3 separate regions of the Mus musculus genome follow, and regions 2 and 3 are each linked to region 1. The links are chromatin contacts, called in public Hi-C and HiChIP or PLAC-seq maps. All regions are on one chromosome and are shown on one strand. Each heading gives the region's core, a stretch centred on a gene start, on an enhancer-like site or on the middle of the called end of the contact. The rest is flanking DNA. Distances are from core to core; before and after follow the strand shown.

The links. A called contact is a pair of places that touch in the nucleus more often than the background predicts. HiChIP or PLAC-seq counts read pairs in DNA pulled down with a chosen protein or histone mark.
Region 2: a contact with region 1 is called in a Hi-C map of bone marrow-derived macrophages, with 7 read pairs. The contact joins the promoter of Car2 here to the enhancer-like site in region 1. A contact is called at or near these places in 6 of 39 promoter capture datasets (the C10 cell line, HPC-7-derived erythroid cells, liver and 2 more), 3 of 484 Hi-C or Micro-C datasets (the G1E-ER4 cell line, LSK cells and bone marrow-derived macrophages) and 3 of 115 datasets of contacts at active chromatin or transcription factors (embryonic stem cells, large pre-B cells and stem cell-derived neural progenitor cells).
Region 3: an H3K27ac HiChIP or PLAC-seq map of microglia shows a contact between it and region 1, with 4 times the contacts expected there. The contact joins the promoter of E2f5 here to the enhancer-like site in region 1. A contact is called at or near these places in 11 of 39 promoter capture datasets (the C10 cell line, the HPC-7 cell line, cranial neural crest and 7 more), 1 of 484 Hi-C or Micro-C datasets (B cells), 2 of 115 datasets of contacts at active chromatin or transcription factors (microglia and stem cell-derived neural progenitor cells) and 1 of 9 other capture datasets (embryonic stem cells).

Annotation. Positions count from the first base shown.
Region 1 is chr3:16,208,881-16,213,456 of GRCm38.p6, reverse strand. The region is part of intron 4 of Ythdf3 (YTH N6-methyladenosine RNA binding protein 3); the gene reads right to left. Among named protein-coding and RNA genes, the nearest start is that of Ythdf3, 28 kb to the right of the region's middle. Within about 2 kb of position 3,261, at least 7 of the 459 cell types and tissues checked have an H3K27ac peak or open chromatin away from gene starts, as enhancers often do. A contact at or near this core is called in the HPC-7 cell line, bone marrow-derived macrophages and microglia, where this site is marked.
Region 2 is chr3:14,884,069-14,889,128 of GRCm38.p6, reverse strand. Car2 (carbonic anhydrase 2) reads right to left here and starts at 2,841. Exons shown (of 7, transcript NM_009801.5): 1 at 2,343-2,841; 2 at 1,098-1,295. The coding sequence starts at 2,376.
Region 3 is chr3:14,577,364-14,582,281 of GRCm38.p6, reverse strand. E2f5 (E2F transcription factor 5) reads right to left here and starts at 3,611. Exons shown (of 8, transcript NM_007892.2): 1 at 3,259-3,611. The coding sequence starts at 3,462.

The DNA of each region.
Region 1 (4,576 bases), core at 2,012-4,511:
GGAAGAGGAAATAAAGAGGAGAGAAGTTAGAGGGAGGGGTAAACTACTCAAGGCTACATTAAACAGAAATGTATGACAGGTAATCAGTTACAACAATTAGGATAACTTATTATTTTAAAAATTACATGTTTCAGTTTAAACTGTAATCAACGTTTATTGAATCACTAAAATACACAAATTATACACTTAATGCATCTCTCTTTATAAAGCATAACTTTCAATTCAAGGGACAGAAAAGGAGATAGCAAGGAAAATATAGAAGAAAACTCATTTAGTCTAAGAGAAAAGAAGAGTAAAAGATCTCAGAAAATAAATGTAAAAATAATTTATTTTTATAACATGAGTCAACATAAACGTACACTAATCCAGAAAAATAAAACCTATAAGAATTCTTTAAATTTCACATTACATATTTATGAGAAACAAATCTAAAACACAAGGACAAAGAAAAATTTAAAAAAAGAGAAACACAACCCAAATAAGTGATGTCAGAAAAAATGGTCAACAGTCAGAAATTGCTATGGACAGAAGTGGCCATTTAAAAGGTCTAAGTGGTACACTCAAGTTTTCAAAAGCAATTTTATACTAAAGCAACTTATAAGAAATAGGTAACATTCATAATAGGAGAATGTAGCATGTTTTTCTTAGTAAAACGGTAAACAAATATAAAAAGCACAGAAAACTGAAATTACAGTATATGATCACACAGCAACCCCAAATGTAAGCCTCATGACAGTCCAGGGTCACTGGACTTTTAAAATAAATCTGTGAGTGTTGTGAATGAGTGTGCGAGTGTGTGTGAGTGTGTGTGGTGTGGTTTGGTGGGAGTGTTTTTTATATATATATATATATATATACATATACACACGATCAGGAAGAGATCTCCCTGATCTTCCTCTTCCCAAAACAGTGCAGAGAATAAAGGAAAACAACTGCCATCAACTTTTGGCATTCACATGCACAGACAAATGCACTCACATGCACACACACACAACTAATGTATGAATTTGGCAGTATCAGTGGATAAAAAACATAAGTTAACAGTAAGCAATTAAAACAACTGAACATTTACAAAAACATGCATAAAAATGGATTTAACAAGACAATGAAAATTAAAACACTCTCATAATAAGACAGGAAATATTCCTTCAGAAGGTGAAGAACAAAAAAGTACTACCCTAAAACCAATTAAGTTTGGTTTAGTATCAACCAAAGAATGAATTATACATCTCTACAAAGTAAAGACATTTCGCAGCCTTTATTTATATGAACAAAATATAGGAAATACATGTTTAAGAACACCAAACGTTCAAATGCAAGGTGAAGTGAGTTGACTTGAATATACTATGTCTGTTAGCAGAATTCTCAAAAAACTTCCAACAAACAAATGTTCAAATGTCTAAGAATATTGAGTGGAAACTTCTTAGTAAATTGAAAATTTCCTTCCAGGACCCAGAAAGTCAATTTCAATCAGAAATTATAGAACATTACAGTAACTTAGTAAAACTTGGTGGGTACTTTTTTTTTTCCCTATGAGCATCTAGTAAATAATACTTATTATACATATTATATACTATAGTTATATATTAACATAATTATATTGTTATAGACACTAAAAGGCAATTTTACTTAAACTAGTAAAATGGAAAAATAGTAAATGAAAGAATATTAAGGTATCATTTTAGAAATATTGTAGCCATTGTGTGTAGCCTTTCTAAGGTTGGGTTTGACTCCACACCTAGTTCTTTAATCCTTTAGAGAGGCTACAGTTAGAATATCGAGGATACAAGGCCAGTCTGGGCTACAAAACAGGTCTGTAGCTGGCATAAACTTCACTGCAAGTTTAAAAAGTAAACACACACACACACACACACACACACACACACACACACACAAATGGCTAGAATATTTCTAAAACGATACTTTAATGCACCTTTACTATACTTTAATATAGCAAAATGTAACTTCTATGCTTAGATGCTTAAATTATTCAACGAGATTCTCTTAATTTGTTCTTTCTTAGTGTCTAATAAACCACAGCTTGTTCAAGGATGTGTGCTGAATAAAGATTTTACAAATGTATGGATATGTTTTTCAAATTTCATTAAATTTCTATACTACTTTTTGCAAATTTCACCTACTGTAGAATACTTGAGTACCTGCTCTATGTTCTAAAACATCTCTCTTGCCACATCACCCAAAATCTAAGAAATTCACCTTGACTTTATACTTTCAAACCAAAATATTATTCACAAATTTATTTTACAGGAGTTGCAGATGGTTATGAGCTACCATGTAGGTGCTAGGAATCTGAGTCCTCTGAAAGAGCAGCCAGTGTCTTATTCAACGAACCATCTTTAGCCATATATATATATATATATACATACACACATACATACATACATACATATACACACACACATATATATTTTAAGACTTTAATGTATTTCAGGTTCCAAATAAAATTTAGTATCTAATAATTATTTTTAAAATGTTCAGGAAAATCGTGAATCAAATCAGGTAGCATGATTTCATTTAACCATATGGTTCATTTGTGGAAAAGATTAAGTGTAATTATGACACGTAGCTTTAGAAACAGCTTTCAGTGTTCTGTATTAAAGAGTTTGTACAATTTCTCCCTTAAATGTGGACCAGACCCAATAAACACTTCCTTTTAGTCAACAGAACAGGAAACAGAGATAGGGTGTCACTTCTGTAAACAAGCTGCAGAAGCTTTAATCCTATCTAGACATACACTGCTTCCTTATGTTGCTATTGTCTACCTAACTGCTACCTTTTGTTTGCTTGGGTTTTGTTTAATGTTTCTTTTATTTTTGTTTTTCTTTTCTTTTTTGAGACCAGATCCTGTGTATGTTAGACTGGTCTCAATACACTAGATAGCCAAGAACAAGCTTAAATTCTTTATTCTCCTACCTCTTGCCTTATGGAATGCCTCCTGAATATGGAAACTGCAGGCCTATTACTAACTACCAAGCATTGTTTTATTGTTTCTTGAATGCTGGACTGGCATTCTACCAATAAAACTGATTCTTCAGCCTGGATGCATGGAGCTTATGGTCAAAAGGACCTTAAAAAAAAAAAAAAAACAAGTAAATCCCACAATACATATGGTCCTCAATTTGCTTAGAAAAACAATACACTTATTAATTGAAATTCTGTTCAGTTTAATAAAATGAAGTCACAATTAAAGTAGGAAGGAAATTATCTTCCCCAAGATCTATGACTAATCTGATGAGCTGGAGAGGTCATTCGTTTCCCCAAAGTTCCTTTGGATGGAGCACTAGAATATAACACAACCACCACAAGCTGAAGGTAGGAAAAAAGAAAAAAAAAAGGAAACAAAAAGAGAAGTAAGAGAGAGACAGAGGGGGAGGGAGAGAGAGATTAAGAAATATCACAAAATGTTAATCAAAAGATACTCTGTCACAGCAACAAAAAACAAAACTAGGCAGTTATTAAGACTAAAACCTGGGGCTGGAAACACAGTTCAGTGGTTAAGAGCAGGAGCTCTTCTAGAAGACCTGGGTTCAAATTCCAAGCACCAACATGGTTTCTCAAACCACCTGGAAATCTAATTCCAGAGGATTTGATCCCTCTTCTGTCCTCCACAGGAACTGTATACATGTGCACAGGCATTCACAATGGCCAAATACTAGCACATATAAAAATATAAAGGTTAAATTAAAAAATACTAAAACTTCATACCAAATTGTTTGCTGATATATTTAATTGGATTTATAAGAGTAAAATTATAAAGGATATAAAACAGATGATTCATTCAACACTAAGACAAAAATTTCTAAGGACTGCCTATTCTCTATTAGTATGAGAGAAACTAAAATTTATACTGGACAAATACACTCAAATCTTCTGTATTTTCTTCTCATTTTCAAGGATTATATGAGCTTCATCAAAGGGACAGTGCACACAAATAATTCTTCTAGAGGCAAGTTAAGATAATAAAGATCCTGGACTTGAGTAAACACTTGCCTAGAATTCAAGACAGAGAAAAATCTTTTCTCACATTTGCATTTTAAATTCCTGTTGTGTTGTCATTATAACTTTGCTACTACTAGAATTCTTGATTATCAATTGGACACTATAATTTCCTACTACATTTTATATGTTTACCAAAGTAAGTGTTCTATTTCAGGACTTTAAATAATATGCCTAAGGCACTGTTCCTTAGCTTACCATAAAATTTAACGATAAATTGTGTTACCTTCAGAAATATAAAAATATACATGTTTTTCCCACTTTATCTCCTAATGGTCTAGCTAGAACTGAACTTTTATAACTTACTATTTGCACAAATGGAGAAACCAACAAGTAGCATTTATTATAAACACTGATCAACTACTAAATAGAGATTAGACCAAAAAAGAAGAAAAATTCCAAGATATTAAAACTTCACAAGAGATTCTTTAGGGCATTGGTTCTCAACCTGCGGGTCACCACCACTTGGGTAGGGGTCACATATCAGATATCCTGCCTATTGGATATTTGCGTTACAATTCATAGCAGTAGTATAATTATAGTAGCAAGAAAAGTAATT
Region 2 (5,060 bases), core at 1,592-4,091, 1.3 Mb after region 1:
TGTGTAGCCCTGGCTGTCCTGGAACTCATTCTGTAGACCAGGCTGGCCTTGAACTCAGAAATCTGCCTGCCTCTGCCACCCTAGTGCTGGGATTACTAAAAACCCACCTTTCTTCAGCTGTTAATTCTGACTGAGGTATTTGAGATTTCTCTGCTGCTTTTGAAACATAATGGCCCGCCTGATTGTAATACTTTAATTATACATTATATAGCATGCTATTATTCAGCATGGTCATTAGCTCCAACTCTGACAGCAATAGTAGCTGTTTCCTCTGTCTTTGTCCTTTCCCTCTAAAATACCCCTTCCTCCAATCCACTAGCAAACAATGTGTTTACAGGCCCATTTCATTCAGCGACCTTCAAAGGAAAATATTCAGGAAAATAGGACACTGGCAATTAAGTCAACCAGCAGGCCGTAAAGGCAGCCACTGTGTCTAAATGGGACTGGGTCTCCATTTTCTAAATAAAGAAGAAAGCATTCACCAGCATCCTGTCAGCAGGCCCTATTACAAATAAATTATGGTAATTGGATTTTTTTTTTTTCAGTAACTGCCTAAGCATATCCAAACAACTCTGAAAAATCTTCACTGTGGAATAAATTTTTGAACGAGATACTTATATCTTTATATACTCACCCTATGTCAACACTGACAAATACAAACAATATTTACCAAGAGCTTCAACCTTTTAAATATTCAGATTATGATCACTTTCTGCGCTACTGACTTGAAGGCAGTACACATTAGGTCATACCTACTGAGGATAGCTCTCATCTAGGAGGACAAATGTGTTAAAGGGAATCTTAAAAGTTTAAAATTTCGTGAATTCCCTGGTTTCTGTATTGCTAAAGACCTGACTTGCTTTCTGTGACATCCCACAGGCACCTTGCCTGATGCCCTACATATCTGACAGTCCCTGAGGACACTTCACAGTAATTAGCCTACTTCTAGGACCTATGAAAGAAATCAGAGTGACATCTCAGCTTTCGGACACAAATTGTGGTGGCAGGGACCTCCTGCCGGTGTCCCTGTATTTTCCATTAAGACCGAAAATAACTATTGGCTAAAAAGCCCGATGGATGTTTTCCTAAACACTGACCTGCATTGTCCTGAGAGTCATCAAACTCAACGTTAAAGGAGTGGCCGTTGTTGACAATGCTCTTGGACGCAGCTTTATCATAAGATATGAGCAGAGGCTGTAGGGCAGGGTCATGCTGGGCAGTTGCTGTGTCAATGTCCACAGGGGACTGCCGGTCTCCATTGGCAATGGGGAAGTCCTTGTGCCAGTTCTCTGGTCCTAGAGATGAGAAGAGAGCTGTTAGGTCATTGCTGTGGGAAGGGAGACACCAGCCACCGGAAGCCACTGGTGTTTCTAGACAGTCTGCTCAGTTCAACATTCGGAGGTGATACTAACTTAACATTTAGGAAAACAAAATGTGCCTCAGTCCTTTTATTTGTAACATGGGGTAATAATATTCCAAGTCTACCTCATAAGGCCAACACGAAAATTAGAGTCAATATACATCTATTTCTTAACATTGTCAGACAAGCGTTAGCAATTTTGAGATCTTTTCACTCAAATTCGGTGACTAATACTAGACAGAACTACTGAAAACAGAGTGGTCTGACTGGGGATATAAGCCCTCTTGTGACTGAGTTTGGAACATAGATTCTAAGGCATTATAACAGGTCTGAGAACCTCGTGCTGCCACACTAGGTGACAGTAAAGACCGTATAGACCAAAACTCAGGCTCAGGCCCCTCCTTTAGAACTATCTTTGCTGGGAAGTTCACACAACCACAAGCCAGTGCACCTTCTTTTCCCCTCAGATGGCGTCATATACCAAGGCCTTTGATCTGGAAGACGTCTAGGTATCTGCGATTGACCTTCTAACACTAGAAGTTGAAAGATGCATGGAAAACTCGCAATTAGACCCAAACGGGCTCCAGAAGATGCCACAACAAAGTGCGCTGGGAATCTTAGCCACAGTGCAGCAGATACAGACGTGAAGGGGACAAGTGTTTCCCCTTAACCTTTCTGCTACACACAAGTAAAATGTTAGTTACAACCCTTGCTCGATTCTGCCTAGGTTAGCCTTGGGTGACCGGCTGTGGTCCCGATAGGTATTGTCGTCGGGTGTTGCGTTGGGTTATCCCTCCCAACCCCTGTGCGCGGCCAAGCAAGTTTGAGATCAGATCCTAGAGAGCGCTCTGAGTCGGGCGCCAGGGACGTACCAGAGCGGAGACCCGGCATCCAAGCTGCGCTCCGGGATCTGCGGAGCGAGGCAGGTGCCTGAGCCGAGACCCGGAGCGCGCGGCCCGGAGCGCGCGGCCTCCCCACTCACCGTTGTGCTTGCTGTATCCCCAGTGGTGGGACATGGTCACGCCGGTGATTGGGGCAGAGCAGAAGTTGTCGTCCGTCTAGCGGTCCTGCAGTGTGTGTCGCGGGTCGCACCGTCCGGCTTTTATAGGCTCCCGCCAACTTGGTGCTCTGGGCGGCCCAGGGGAGGGACCGAGTGGACCTGAGCAAGGGGAGGAGACCGTGGAGGTGGCGGACGGAGGTGACAGGCAGAGGTGACAGGCGGAGGCCTCGGTGTTCGAGGGCCCCCGCACCTTGCTTGGGGCGGGGCGCCCTCCGGCTGCTCTCCGCTTCTGCGTCCGACCCGCTCTGCAGCAGCTGCGCGCTCTCCAGCTCGCCCCGGCGCTGCGCAGCCTCGCGGGCCGGCGCCCCTACTCCCCAGCCCCATTGTGAGCACCGACCTGGTCACCCGCCCGCACAGCGGGGCTCCGCTTCCCAGAGCTGGCGGGCCAGCCGGCCACCCGGCCGCGGCCCGCACGCACGCGGCTGCGGAGTTTGACCTTGGGCGGGGAGCGTCCTAGAGGCTCCGGGAGCGGGGATCCTGGAGCCGGGAGCGGGAAGCGGGGGGGCCCCCTGCTGCCGGGCTGCGGGAAGACGACCCGGCTTTGCCGCCAGGGCGCCCTCCAGCTTCCCGCTTGCTCCACAAATTAACCCTAGGCACCGAACTGTTGATGTAACATAACCAACAATTCTCAAAAATCGCTTTGCTTTTTGGAATTGGATTTTAAAAATGTCTTCCAAGGAGATGAGAACTTCCCCTTCCTGGCAAAGGAATTTGTATTTGACAAGCCGAAACCAACCCCCCCCCCCCAAAACAAAACAAAACAAAAAACACAAAACTTAAAAAATAGAAAAGAAAGGTAGCTGTATGGCTTCCCAGGGACCGTGGGTGTCCCGGGGACACACCTTTCAATGTTCTTTTTGTGTATTTTTATTTAAACATTTCTCTTCACCTAACACTTTTTTTCTTATTTGACTTTGAGAACAATTTTTTTGTATTGAATCTATTGTGGACCTGAGGCCATATTATTTAGAATTCAAATTGAGAAGGGTACAGTTTTTTTGTGTTTCTATGGAGGCACCTAGACATCACATTACCTATATATTAGAATCTATGTGTAAGTATAATGAAAAATATCTGACTACATTTTAAGTGTTCTCAGACTCATCATGTGCCTTTATTTCACCCAGTGCCACACAAAGATGATGCACATGTAGATCTCCTTGTTCTTATACTAAGACTCAGAAAATTATGGTCTTCTCTATACAAGACTCTTCAGGTTGATGTCAAAAGAAATTTTTGATGAAGAATGTTTTATAGGACCATTACAAAGTGCAATTCACAAATAGTCCCTTGCATCTGTGACACTAGAGATGCACAATTTGCTAGGGGTTTCCCATTTCCTGTTCCATTACTACCGTGCGTGGAATAAGAACAGATTTTGATGAAGTGCTTCTCAAGGCTTCAGACCCCACCAATTCTGGTTGCAGCTACGGGAATCCTCATCCTGTCTGGTACGTTTTAGTGGGAGCCAGGCTCCTGCTAGGGAGTCTCCTTGCCCACCTTTGGACAGTCAAGAGAGCATCAGGTATTATATCTCATATTCATTTTCTTTTCAAATTACAGAGGCTGTAGGCATTTTCTTTCTGTCAGGTCTTCATGATGGAGATGACTTCATAGTATCATGTGGATCAGTCACTGTCTAGCTCTGCTGTACTGGGGACATTCCTCCCAGGCAGTCATTCACTGGCTGCCAGATAGTAACACTGGGCTTGTAAAAATAAAACCAATGCTTATGTATTCATGTTTTTAGAGGGAAGAAATGTACTTCCTTCTAACCCAGGAGGTGGGGGAAATTTATGTATATATGTATGTATATTCATATGTACATATACATATTCATATGTACATATACACACATATATTCATATATATGGGTATATATAACATAATCAGAAAAAAAACATATAAAGTTACTAAGACATGTTCCAATTATGATAACAAAAAGTCTTTGAGATAAATCAGAACAAAATTTTAAAACAAAATGACAAAGCATTTGATTTACACTAAATCTAGCTAGTTAATATATTTTACAAAGAAATATATGATTTATTCAATAATTAATGAAATAAGTAGATAGTTTCATAGTCATTAAAGTATTAAGTTTTTAGTGAGACTAACAGCCATTCACTTCTTAGGACTCCTAGAGTCCTGTATGTAGACATGTCCCTAGCCTACTGTCTATGATGCAGTTTTCTAAGCTGATAGAACTATTTAATCATCAGTTTGTAAACCATCATCCTAATTTGCTGTTGCTTGCTCATGTGGGAAGTGAGAATAATTACACCCAGTTAGGACTGTTGTAAGAATTAAGTTAGTGAGTGCACATTAATCACCTGCCACCTGAAGCCATCAGAAAATTACGGCTTTGAAGTTTATCCTAAACAGAGCTGTATAAAACACAATGCAAACTATATCAAAAGTAAGCATCTGGCCAAAGAGAAAGCCTCCAGCTGACAGCTGACTGGGATATATATATATATATATATATATATATATATATATATACACACACACACACACACACACACACATATATATATGTATATATATATATGTGTATATATATATATATATATGCTTTCAGCATGTACCCTAAGGTGACTCTGAATTAAGTTTCAGCATGTCACCCATAATACTAAG
Region 3 (4,918 bases), core at 2,362-4,861, 1.6 Mb after region 1:
TTCCATCTTTTCCCCTCTTGTTGAGGTCTCACATGATCTATGTGTGAAATCCTCTGCTATGTGTATTTTAATTTGCTGCCATAGGGACACCAATCAGATGTAATAAGGGCACATCCTGATACTCTCATTTAACTCAGACTTCTTTTTAAGGACCTTCCTTCAAATGCAGTTCCACTTTAATGAGTGGGGGTTGGGAGAGCACCAAGAAATGAGCACAATTCAGCCTATAACCCATTAATCAATTTTCATTCTATATGGCCTTATCTTCTGGCAGACACTCTCCTGCTTTGTCTCTAAGAAGCCGAGTACTCTTAAATACTTCAAGTAAGAATTACACAGTAGGGAATGAAGAGGTGGATCAGCAGGTTAAGAGTACTAGCTGCTCTTCCAGAGGACCTAGATTCAATTCCCAGTATACACATGGTGGCTCTCAACCAGCTGTAACTCCAATCCAGGGCATCTGATGCCATCTTATGGCCTCTGCAGCCTCCACAGACAAATGAAGTGCAGACACACACTCATACACGAAACGTTTACAAAAGAATCCTATAGCATTTGTCTGTTTATTAGGTGTAGCATGCACAAGGGTCATTTCTGCTGTACATGTCAGAATTTTCTTTCTAAAAAACAGAACAGTCACTCACTGAACCTCATTTGATTACCCACTGAAAGATATCTGAGTTGCCCACCTTCTGACTATTTGAATAACACTGACAGGACCACAGATTGCACAAATACCTGTTCCGGAGCCCACTTTCAATTCCACAGGAGCGAGGGCTGGCCTGCGAATCCCAAGGCAAACAATGGTGGCCTGCAGAGCTCCAGACATCCTTCCTCATGCCAATTACCTCCAAAACCTTGTTACCGTCTAAAAGCCTAAGGCCGAATCATGTCTCTTCTAAGTGGTTATCATTTAGGTCATTTGTTATGTATGTGTCTAGTTCTGGGAGAGAATACTTAGGTGTCATTCAGATAATCTGTAACTTAAATAATAATAACACAACATACACAAGCCACACTGTCCCTGCAAAGTTCAAGATGGCATTAGAATGGCCAATGAAACATAGCAACTCACCTGTAAAGTGTACAGAACAGGAATTTTCAGAGCAACAGACACTCACACTCCTTAACAGTTCAGTGATTAAGCTACAGAAAAATAAAAACTAGTTTAATCTGTTTCTACAGAATCTGCCACCAGTGCTCTCTCTCCTTTCCAGATGGATGCCCATCACCTAACATGTTAGTTTACTCTAAGGGTGTAAAATTATGCATTTTTTTTTCTTTACACAAAAGAGATCCATAACAAACAGATATATAAAAACTTAAGTTTATTTTCAAGAACTTACTAGTTCTTAAAGGCAATACAGCATAGAAAGTAACAGTCCAGTTTCAAATGTCCGATCTCACTTAGCAGACCTAAGCCAGGACTTACCTAAGTTTAGTGTGTCGGGCACACATTTGGATGGGAATATTAGGCTTATCCTCTACAGTCGTGAATATTTAATGACCACTCAGGGTATTTAATGAAAAAAATATATTTCTATATTTATGATTTTCACAAAAATGAAGGATTCTATTATAAAAATAAAGTGCACGTTTTAAAATTTCCACTTAGAAATTTATTGTAAATAGGACTATCTTTTAACATGTATTATTAGAATATCTTAATATCTCACGATGATGTACTATAAGAAGCATCACGAGGGATAAATACTTCAGTGTAAGCCATTTTTATACATATGGTTTTATATGTATTCATAAACATAAAAAGTATGCATAAGTAAAATGTTTTTCTACCTAGCCAAAAGAAAGGTATACAGGTCTCTGTAAGTCATTACTTATTATTTTAAGTAATTATTTATTACTACAGAAGTCTTTGAATCTTTAGGATAGATCCAGATAACAGAAAGACTTTTGAATATCAGACTTCTGCTATTCAATGCCAGAACCTGCTGTCATACATGTTAAGTAAGTCAAACAACTAAATCTAGAAATCATTTTCCGAGGTTTGAGCATATTTCAGGACAAACCATCAAATCCCACGTTTACCCGGAAAGCCCCGAAATTCTCTGAATTTTTTAATGTAGTCATCCACTACAGGTGAATTTAACTTTAAACAGCAGATTTCAATGGGTGTTTTGTAGCATCAGGTGTTTCTCTGCTGACCTCATTAACGCCAGTGAAACTGGAAACCGTACCATTTGAATTCAATACAATTTGAGTACTGTAGATGCCCATTAGAGGAGGGAAAGAAGAGGTGAGGGTAGGGTGGGGGGAATAAAAGTGGAAAAAGGTCCCAGGAGTAACATTTCCAAATATGAACCGACACTAACTGGCATCTACACCCAGGAAAAGGGGGGAATCCAAGTGCCAACAAGCCAGCGCCTCCCACTGGGCCAGGACAGGACACTCAGCAGAGTTCTGGAAGGCAGGCTTCTCCTGTTAAGACTCCTATTTCCTATGCCTTGGCCACCCACGGTCTTGAGGATGGTAATAGCTTCAAGCCAGGAGCTGTGAGGAGTCATAAGAGGCTATTCGCTGTGACTGTAAACTAGCAATTTTGTTTATTTTTGAAGTATTGGCTCTTTCTGAACCTCCTTGTACTAGCTGAATTTTAATTCGCACGATCCCATACTGTTCCCCTTTCCCTGCGTTGTGGAATCCTTCCAAGTTTTGCCAGGAACGGTTAAATCACTATGACTGAACTGCTTTAAATGGACGTTGTTGTTTGAAAAAAATCCGAACCATAGCAAAGAACGAAGCAAACATCCTTATAAAACCAGATAAAGCTTACTAAGTAATTTCACCACTTAGTCTGAACGGCACAAAATGACCCCTCTCTGTGTGACCGCAAATCTCAGGTCTAGAAAGTAGAAAGATTCTAAATTAAGCCAACAAATCCAATCTTACTTCCCAATTCTTAATTCTCGATGAAGAATGTCCCCTTCTAAAAACTACTACTTTAGAGGAGGTGTGGAAAGTTTTCTCTTTTCCTCTTTCATTCCGAAGAACTGGCATGAAAGTTCTTCAAAACAGGAATGAAGTTCTGCAGAGCGGTCGGTCCTTAAGCGAGTCCAGAGCAGAGCGCGAATTCCTGGGCGCTCGCTCCGGGTGCTCCTTTGTGGCCAGGGCCGCGCGGTGGCCGGTCGGTGGGGCCCCCGCATCCATCCCGGCCCCTCCGGGTCCGGAGTCTCGGCGCAGTGGGGGTGGTGGACCCAGCACCCTCGGGCGGGCCTCGCCCTCCCCATCCCCGCTCACCGCTTTGAGATCCAGGACGCCGTCCTGCGCCTCCTGCAGCAACGACACGAATTTGGTGGTAAGCAAGCCCAGGCTCTTCTCGTGCCGGCTGCTGCCCCCCGCGAGCGCCGCGGACGGCTGCGAGGATGGCGCCCCATGCGGCGGCGGCTGAGCCTGGGCCTGCGGCGTGGGCTGAGCAGAGCTCGTGGGCTCCGCCGCCGCCATCACCGCCGCGGCCCTGCTGTCCTCTGGCGAGGAGCCGCTCCGCCACCGGCAGAGGAGGTGCGCGGACTCCGCTCCCCGCCCACGGCGCGCCCCGCGTCCACCAGTCCCCGGAGCCGCGCGGCTCGCGCACGGCACCACAGAGCGCGCGGATTCACACGAGCGGCCAGCGCCGCGAGGGTGGGCCCGAGTTTAAATGGCAGGAAGTGACGCCGCGCGGCGTTGCCTAGTAACGCACTCTCCGCGGAGGGGCGGGGCAGTCGGGTTCCCTCAGGCGGAGCGTGCTTTTGGTCGGCCTGGAGCGCTCATCCCTGATCAGGTGCAAGTATTGTAAGGCTCATCTTCGCGTAAATAGGAGAACGCCGCGTCCCGGAAGGTTTTGGGACTCTGACCTTCAGTCTTTTCCAAAGCCTTTTCTGCAAACAGAAGCACCTGAGCCTTGACGGTGAAGGAAGTAGACCCCCAGCTCTTTCCTTACCTGCCTTTAGTGTTCTTTACAAAATTATACTCTTTTGCTCCCCAATAATTCTATTATTGAGACAATCGCAGCATCTTTTGACTTATTGACATCGTAAACTATGGCTCGATAGTAAGATCACAGATATAAGAGGAGGAAATGTGCTCCCACATTTTTTATTTGCAAACTTGAGACTCAGGATTAAAATCTTCAACACCTTGGGTGGGTAAGATGGGTCGGGGTAGTGTGGGGAGCAACCTCTCAGAGGCAAAGGGAAGGGGGTATGGGATGAAGAACTTTTGGAGGGGCTACCTGGAAGGGGGGGTAACATTTGGAATGTAAATAAATAAAAGTTTACAAAAAACAAAAAACAAAAACAAAAAAAAACCCAAGATCTTAAACAACTTGGTATTCGCACCTGTTGAATATCCTTCACACTTAACAAGTAGTAGGTGACTAAAAACATCATTTGGCAGGAATTAATGAAGACATATCCTTCATGCAAGAATGCCCAAATTAACAGTAGGGAAAAAAAAAAACAAAAAAACAAAACGCGAGGAGAAACTGACAGCATTAACTAGTAAATCCTGAAAACAATTTTAAACCAAAATTTTTCCAGGCGTCTGGAGCAAAACTTCTGTAGGGGAAGCATTTTCCTTCAGAGCTGCAACACTTAAAATCCCCGTCTGCCCCCCCAATCCACCTGCAGATTCTATTCCACTGACCCTTTCCAGAGAGATACCCTCTTTAGCCTGTCTTGTTACTTAGTCTTTCTGGGTCTGGGGATTGTAGCATTATGTTTACTTTACAGCTAAGATCCACTTATAAGTGAGTATGTACCATGTTCATCTTTCTGAGTTTGGGTTACTTCACTCAGGATGAGGTTTTTGAGTTCCATCAATTTGCCAGTATATTTCATGATGTCATTTTTTTTTTTAAACAACCGAGTAATACTCCATTGTGATAATGTACCACTTATTTTATCTTTAAATCCATTGTTCG